Linked DNA regions of Mus musculus: region 2 is linked to region 1. A link is a contact called in public HiChIP or PLAC-seq data. All regions are on one chromosome and are shown on one strand. Each heading gives the region's core, a stretch centred on a gene start, on an enhancer-like site or on the middle of the called end of the contact. The rest is flanking DNA. Distances are from core to core; before and after follow the strand shown.

Evidence for each region. HiChIP or PLAC-seq counts read pairs in DNA pulled down with a chosen protein or histone mark.
Region 2: an H3K27ac HiChIP or PLAC-seq map of microglia shows a contact between it and region 1, with 7 times the contacts expected there. The contact joins two enhancer-like sites.

Annotation. Positions count from the first base shown.
Region 1 is chr6:38,897,160-38,901,647 of GRCm38.p6, reverse strand. It overlaps a transcript of Tbxas1 not described here. Among named protein-coding and RNA genes, the nearest start is that of Tbxas1, 20 kb to the left of the region's middle. Within about 2 kb of position 1,342, at least 81 of the 459 cell types and tissues checked have an H3K27ac peak or open chromatin away from gene starts, as enhancers often do. A contact at or near this core is called in microglia, where this site is marked.
Region 2 is chr6:39,221,425-39,225,794 of GRCm38.p6, reverse strand. No RefSeq gene overlaps it. Among named protein-coding and RNA genes, the nearest start is that of Gm38794, 4.0 kb to the left of the region's middle. Within about 2 kb of position 3,109, at least 19 of the 459 cell types and tissues checked have an H3K27ac peak or open chromatin away from gene starts, as enhancers often do. A contact at or near this core is called in microglia, where this site is marked.

The sequences.
Region 1 (4,488 bases), core at 93-2,592:
CATGGGACAGTGCCACCATATTTGTGATGGGGCTTCCTGCCTCACTGAGTTTCCTAGGCAGATCGAAACCCAAATCAAGTTGGCAATGAAGATCCACCATCACAACCACTTTCCAGCAGAGAGGGGCCAGCTTGCACGGGGGACCTTAAGATGTGCAGGAAGCTGAGAACTTAAGGCAGCAACAACAGGCTAGGTGAGGTCCAGAAGGCCCTTTGGGAGCCTTTTGAGAAACTGGAAGCTTGTGGTTTCGAAGGGAGAGAAGTGATTCCCTTCACAGACATGTGGGAGGCGTGTTGGGGTGGGGTCATTTAGTCAGAGAGTAACTGAGCTGGTAGCGGGAACTAAGGGTGACAGTGAGGTTAGATGCACTTAGTGAGCATGCAGGAGACAAGTCCTGTGAGAGAGGAGGACTTGGTTGTTGACATGTGGAGTTGCTGTGTCTGATCTGGGAGACCTTTGGTTGACAATATCCTACAGCTAGCTACTTAGGCAGCTTTGGGAGATATCTAGGCTGCACCTCTGAACCGGACACCAGGTTTTCAGATGGCAGTGAAATCTTTCGAGGCATAATGTTATTTAGGATGGTGTGGAGAGTGGGCAAACAGACAGGCAGAGCATAGAGGAGCCATGGTACAGGTGTATACAGAGTGTAGTAAAAAGCAAAGAGGAGGGAGCTTCCAGAAGCAGCAAAGAAAGAAGGAGTTGTTTGGTTGGTTTTGGTTTCAGTTTTGGTGTAAGTGGTATGGAGTGTGTGAGTGTGCGGTGTGATTTGTGTGTGGTATGGTATGTGTATTATATATACTTATTAGTGTGTGGGTACACTTGTGCATGTAGGTGCACATACACACATGGGCAAAAGGAGGTCCAAAGTCTGTTCCAGATGTCTTTCCTTGATTTCTCTCTGCCTCTTGTTTCCTTGTGTCTTATCTGTCTCTCCACTGAACTCTCAATGTCAAGAAGGCCTGGAGCATGCATATCTTGGAAACCATTCTTTCTCTATCTACTAGCACAAGGTTCAAGGTTTAGCACAGGGTCTCTCACAGAACCTAAAGCCTTTCAATTTAGCTAGCCTGGCTGGCCAATGATCTTCAAGCACCCACCTTGAAGTCTCTGCCCTCTCTCCTCAGTGCCGGCATTATAGGATTATTTTGTTTTGAAAACTGCTAAAACTATTTCTGAAATTGATTTGGAGTAATAAAAAGAAGCAGGAGGAAGAAGTACAAGGAACAAATAAATGTCAATGAGACAGCGCAACACGCTGAAGACGATCCCCACAGCACATTGCTAGGAAAAGAGGAAGCCCAGGCTGGAGTGATGACTCAGGAGTTAAAAACACTGACTGCTCTTGTAGATAACCTAAGTTCAGTTCTTGGTACCCATGACAACTGCCTGCTCTCCAGTTATGGGAGAAGTGATGTCCTCTTTTGGTCTCCTAAGTGTGTACACACACACACATACACATGCACACATACATGTACACGTATGCACACACACATATCCACACAGACACACTCACAGGGATGAAAATAGATTTCCTCATATATATTAAGAAGAATGATTGAATTCCACTAATAAAAGGTCGCTTTTGGTTTTGTTTGTAATAAAAGAAGTAATTAAGCAACCAGTGGGAAAATACTGAAACTTTACACAGTTGAGATGCTAACTAGAGGGAGCAGAAGAGGATATGAGAAAGGCACAGAGAGCTGGAGGAAGAAGTGAGAGGGTTTTGTATGAGAAGCATTGAAAAACAGTAACACTGAGCCTTGTGCTAGGAGATTAAAGGATGGTTTCCAAGATGTACATGGTCCAGACACTCTTGACATTGAGAGTTCAGTGGGCAAACAGATAAGACACAGGAAACGAACAAAGTAATTGAAAAGGATGATTAAAATATACAAAGGAATAAAAAATAAGAAGAATGGTGGTGGAAAGTGGCTTTTCTGGAGACACTTAGGCAAGACCAGAGAGATGATGGGTTCTGCTGGCCAAGAAGCAGGAAGAGGGTAGACAATGGGATGCTTCTGAGAGCCTATCAGAAAGCAAGGAACAGGGGTGGTGGGACCAGTGTGGGACCCACAGATATCCAGGGAGGCTGGCAGTGAGCTGGGCAGGGCCCTGGAGGTTTTGACAAAGATGTGGGACTTTATTCTGGTGCAGTGAGAAGCCATGACTTGCACTGAACCTGACTTGCACTGGAAAAAATTTCTTCTGACCACAGTGTTGAGAAAGAGTTGGAAGGATAGAGAGGGCCAGGGAGAATGGGGGTAGCTTATAGTAATTATAAGGTATGGGACTAGCTCCAGTGAAGGTAGTAACCATGGAGATGATGAGGGGGCAAGGTAATACTGTAGAGGTACAACCTACAGAACTGTTGATGGAAGGAGAGGGAATACAGAATGATCCCCAAGTCTCTGCAAACTCATGTGTTTATGGGACCATAGGAAATCTGTAGAAATTGTTTCATTGTCTAAGTTGCATGAGGCAGGCCAGGATTCCTGCTGTAGAGAGCAGGGGGACCTCAGAGATTCTAAGATTGAATGCTGTGTTAGGCACATTGTTCTAGGTTATGTGCAGGCTGGAACAGTGAGTCTAGTGAATGAAGACCTGGTAAAGGAGGAACTAAAAGATAATCTAAAGAAGAGATGTCAGGCTATGGAGGTCCATAAGAGAGAATCAGCGAGGTGGGTGGAAGATAACAATGCCAATGCTGATGTCAGAGTAATGGTCAGGTAGAAGGATACAGGCAGAGAGATGCCAGCCAACCTTCCTCATGATTTCCAGTGATGGCATGGCTCCCAGGTACAGCTGTCCTCTAGAACCAGAATGAAAGTATTGGAGCCTGGCTGGCAGATGGACCCCATCCTCGGTCACCAAGGATGAATCTTCCTTTCCAGTAGTGAACTCAGTCGTCCTTGACCTGTCGTTATAGCTACTAGGGATGCTTAGGCAGGAGGATAACTTGGTCTATACAGTAAGTTTAAGGCCATTCTGGATAAGCACAAGACCCTGTCTTCAAAATGTAAAAATTTGTTAGTTTTTAAGGGCTAGGCGTATAGCCCAGTGGTAGAACACTTGCCTAGCATATGCAAGGTCTTAGGTTTAGTACCCAGTACCAGAAAATGAAGAAGAAGAAGAAGAAGAAGAAGAAGAAGAAGAAGAAGAAGAAGAAGAAGAAGGAGGAGGAGGAGGAGGAGGAGGAGGAGGAGGAGGAGGAGGAGGAGGAGGAGGAGGAGGAGAACGTTGATGACGGCAACGATGATTGAAATCTAGCAACATTCACTAAGCATCTACTCTATAGTTCTCAACCTGTGGGTCTCGACTCCTTTGGAGCTGAATCACCCTTTCACAGGGGACACATAATAGATATTTACATTACAGTTTATAACAGTAGCAATATTAGAGCTATGAAGTAGCAATGAAATAATGTTAGGGTTACCACACCCTGAGGAATCGTGTTAAAGTGTCGCAGCATCAGGAAGGTTGAGAACCACTGGTCTGCTCTGTTGTACTCAGCACGATCAATCTTTCTTTAAAAATTGCTTTCAAGGTTTTTTTCCTTTTCCTTTTTCTTTTTTTCTTTTTTTTCTTTTTGTTACATTTCAGAGGCAAAGTTCAGCTCCTGCATTTTCGGTGGTACGTAAAAACTCTATCTGAAATGTAACCATCAAGATTTGGGAGCTGTGGCGCACACCTTTAATCCCAGCACTCAGGAGGAAGAGGTAGGAGAATTTCTGAGTTCGAGGCCAGCCTGCTCTACAGAGTGAGTTCCAGGACAGTCAGGGCTATACAGAGAAACCCTGTTTCAAAAAAAAAAAAAACCAAAACCAAAACCAAAAAAAGATTTGGGAGCAAACATCACCCTCTACGAGCTTGGTTGCATGACACTTATGAAGGGGCTGGTCTCCCCTACAGATAGATTCTTGTCTCACACTTCTCAAAACCTCTACGGAAGACAAGTTTCTATTGTCAGGGTTACTGACCGGCATTTTGTTTTCTGCTTTGCTTTCCTCACACACCTCGGAAGCCAGATGGCAGGCAGCGAGTAATGCAGTTTGAACAAAGTACCTGCTTCTCTGCAGTGAAGCTTGGCCTGACCCACCCAGTGCTCCCTGGTTTCCTCCTGGTATGCTTCCTTTTCTGATGACCCCTGCTCACGGTGTACACACACACACACACACACACACACACACACACACACACACGAGCTTCTATCTCTCACCCCGCTTTATTTCAGAGCTTTTTTCTCTTCCTGCTTCACCAACTTCTTTCTTTCCTCTCTAGCTTGCTTCTTGTTATCTTTCTCAGAATTCCTGCCTCATCTGTCTTCTCCCACACACAGCTCAGAGGTTCAGAGCCGCCCTTGCCCGAGTCTCATTGTTTGATTGCCCTCCCTGACTTCTGTCTGTTAAAGAAAAAAAAATCTCTGTCATCGGAGCTTCGAGACTGCCTGGATTCCTGATACACTAAGATTTATTGTGTGTGCACAAT
Region 2 (4,370 bases), core at 1,860-4,359, 320 kb before region 1:
ATTTGAAGGAAAAAATGTTTCACACTAGGTTATGAATTAGACCTTGAATGGCAATTCATTCCTATACTGTTTAAGCAAAAGATTCGCTGGTGCTATTGAGACTATAGTGCTAGACACTGTCGCCCTATTAAAAAACTTATCTGGTAAGATGGATCTGCAGCAAGCTGTTTCCCTAGGTAAGTCACTTGCTGCCAAGCCTGATGATCTAATTTTGGCCTATGGAATCTCATGGTGGAAAGAGAGATCAACTTTTGCAAGTTGTCTCCAGACTTCTGCCTGAGCAACATGTTACATATGCACATGTGTGCATATACACATATAGATATAGTCATACACACATATATATCATATACATACATAAATATAATTTTTAAACAAACCTTTTCAGAGGACTGGGAAGATGGCTCAGCCAGCAAAGCTCCTGCAGGGCAAGCGTGAGGACACAAGTTCAGATCCCAATACCTCTGTAAAAGCCGGGTGATGGCATGCATCTATAAGCCCAGCATGAGGGTATGTGTCTATGTGTGTGTATTGTTGGACAACCAGCTTAGCTGAATGATTGGACTCCAGGTTTAGTGAGAGAACCTGTCTCAAAAAATAAGAATCAAGGAAGATACTATATCTTTGACCTCCATATGCACATGCAAACATAAGCACCTTATGCATACACATACACATATACACAGACATACACACACACATGTGGATGCACACAAAGATAGCTTACTCAGCGTGAACATATCTGGAGAGCAATTTTCCAGCTTCTCTTGGATGTGAACCTCAGACCACTGAGTTCCTTCTGAAGGCCCTGGGTTTTGGAGGCTCTTCCATGAGGAGATAATGCCACTCTAGATAGTAATGTCACTTTGACCTGAAGTTAGCCTCTCTGCAGATTCCAACTGTGCGTGCTGGCCCTGAGAGTTATTCTAGGTGAATTTCCATATCATACTTTCACTGAAGAATGATAGCTTTTTAAAAATGGTAGCTTTTGAAGTGCTGTTATATTTGCCTTCTTAGTAGATCAGGAAGGTTCTTTTCCAGGTAATAGTGTTAAGACAAGAGACTGAGGCATCTTCTATAAGAAGGATAAGAGCCTCTGAGGATAAGAAAGAGAAGCTGTAGGGGCAGTTCCTTTTATATAGGAACACAAGGAAGAATGGAGGGGGAAAGGCAAACTTTCCCCATATACGTACACTGAGGATCCACCCATGTGAACACACAGACAGAAGCATGTCGAGCACAAACTCTCTCCCACCCCATTTTGCTTCCACTCCTACAAGATCCACTGAGAGGTCAGTAAGAGCTCATGAGGTTCCAGAACTGGGAGCTGTGTACCATAAAGTAAATGAAACCTAGTTATCAGACTCTGGACATGCAGAGGCATCTCCCTGTGCCCTAGGTGGGGCCTAGCAATGTGTTTACATCATGCCACTTAAAATTGCTTCTGGGCGGGGCTGGAGAGATGGCTCATCAGTTAAGAGCATTGGCTGTTCTTCCAGAGGACCTGGGTTCAATTCCCAGCACCCACATAGCAGCTTACAATTGTCTGTAATCCAGCTCGAAGTAATTTAACACCCTCATACAGACATACATGCTGGCAAAACACCATATAAAATAAAATAAAAGTAAGAATAAATAAATCATTAAAAATTAGTTTCTGGGCTGGAGATCACATCAGCAGTTAAAAGTGCCTGCCTCCAACCCAGCCTGAGGACCTGAGATCCCTGGGACCCACGTGGTAGGAGGAGAAAACAGATCCCCACAGCTTGCCTCCTGACCTCCACCCACCAAACCATTACATGTGTATGCATGCATGCCTAGACACTCTCTCTATAAATAAAATGCAAAAAGAAAGTTTCAAAGCATATTTGAATGGGCATTGTGTAAACCTGCTGTCTCTTTCCGTTCTGACTCCATCTCCATAACGCCCGTCTTAGGTTTGAATACATATGAGTAGGAAAACACACTGATGACCTCTACCTAAGGACATCTGGATCAACTGTTATTTTGTTTGGGTTTTGTGTGACATGTTTTTATAGTTTGCAGGCAGGTCTGTGTATAGTTATGCTATTCTTAGCTGTCCTAGGGCAGTAATGGCTACCAGGTGGTGGTTTACAAATGTGCTGGTTAGTTGTCAACTTGACACAAGCTTGAGTCTTCCAGGAAGAAGGAACCTCAATGGAGAGGATGCCTCCAACATCCTTGCTTGTGGGCAAGTCTGTGGGGCATTTTCTTGATTAATGATTGATGTGGGAGAGCCCAGCCTGCCGTGGGTGTGGCTGTGGGTGGGGCCACCCCTGGACATTTGATTGTGGATGCCATAAAAGACCAAGCTAAAGAAGCAATAGGGAACAAGCCAGTAAGTAGTATTCCTCCATGGCCTCTGCCTCCTGCCTTTATTTCCCTTCACGATGGATTGTACCCTATACGATTAAACAAGTGTTTTCCTCCCCAAATTGCTTTTGGTCAGTGTTTCATCACAGCAACAGAAAATACATTGAGACAGCCAGTAAATATTTAACATCAGGGTTGCCAATATTTGCCAGTTCCCATGGTGTAAATAGTTCTATTATGGGCTATTCCAGATTATCACTGTGATATCACTAATGGGAGTTAAGAAGGGTAGCACACGGTTATAGTAAAATATAGTGACATAATTAGGAACTGATAAGTTTGGGGTACTTATCTTTAAAAATGTATCTTTTGTTTCCTATCACTTAATTATGTTAATATAACTTATATAATATTATAATATGTATAAGTGTAATTTAAAATTTTCAAAAGGTAGTGTTTAATAACTGCCTCCTCAAACTTTTCATATTAAACATTTGGGTGGTATATTAGTTATTTATTGCTACAGCATAAATTACTCCATCATTTAGTGGAGTTGGGTACCAGTTAGGCTTATCTGAAGTTGGCTCGATATAGTGAAGGGGGCAAGTTCTTCCCCAAACTCACACAAGAGCTTGTTGGTAGGATCCTGTTCCTCAGGGGTCAATGACCTGAAGACCTCAGCTCCTCACTGGCTACTGGCTGGAGGCCCTGGGTTCCTCGTCAGGTGGGCTTTTTCATGGTGCAGCTCGTGACATAGCAGTTGGTTTCTGTCAGTGAAGAAATGAAAGAGGAAGCAGGGGAAGCAGGATGGGAGCTACAGTCTTTCTGTGCCCCAGTGTGAGAAGTGGCATTCCATCATTTCTGCTGATTCCTTTTAGTTTAGAGTCACTTAGAATTCATGGGCGCGGGGGTGGGGTGGAGTGGTGTGTGTGTGTGTGTGTGTGTGTGTGTGTGTGTGTGTAGGGGGCTGGCCCATAGGAGGAAGGGATTATAGAAGGGTGTAAACACCAGAGGGATGATATCATTGGAAGCCATTGTAGGGGCAGCCAGCTACTGAGGGGACTGGCTATTTTAATAAAGCTTAAATATGCCCTTTTTTGGGGGGTGTGAAGACAGAATTTCATACAGTCCAGAAAGGAGGTCCTTGAATTGGCCACGTAGCTGGGGGATGACTTTGAATTCCTTCCTGATCTTCCTGTGTCCATCTACTGAGTGAGAAGAGTTAGGTGTGTGCAACCATGCCTAGTTTACATGGTGCTAGAAATCAAATCCCGATCTTGTAGATGCTAAGCAAATTCTGCCAGATGACCGACAGCCCTAGGCCTTGAATATATGACTTTGGCTGCAATTTAGAAAATGTTTTGAGTATCTCAGTATAAACAGGCAAGGCATATGGAAACTTAATTTGCATATAGATGAAAGCTGCCTTCATCTGTCAACAGTGAATGTATTTAAGTGAAGCATGGTGGCACATTCCTGCAGAGCCACATTCCTGCAGACCCAGCACTTGGGAGGCTGAAGCAGGAGAATATCAAGTTCATGGCCAGCTTGGACGACATACTGAAGCTGTATCCAATATATATATGTGTGTGTGTGTGTGTGTGTGTGTGTGTGTGTGTGTGTGTATATATATATATATATATATATATATATATATATGTATATATATACACATATACACATATACATATATATACAATATAGAATATTATATATATGTATATATGTGTGTATATATATATATGTGTGTGTGTGTGTGTGTGTGTGTGTGTATGAGCGAGAGAAGGAGAGGGAGAGGAGAAAGGAGAGGGAGAGGGAGAGAGAGAGAAGCTGGGAAGACAGCTGACAGCTGATTGGGTAAAGGCACTTGCTGCCAAGCCTGATGGCCTAAATTCAATCTCCAGGACATACAAGGTGGCTGGGAGAAAAACCCAAAACAAACAAACCCAAAAACAATTCCCACAAGTTGCAAGTTGTCCTTTTATATCACACACACACACACACACACACACACACACACACACACACACACACAC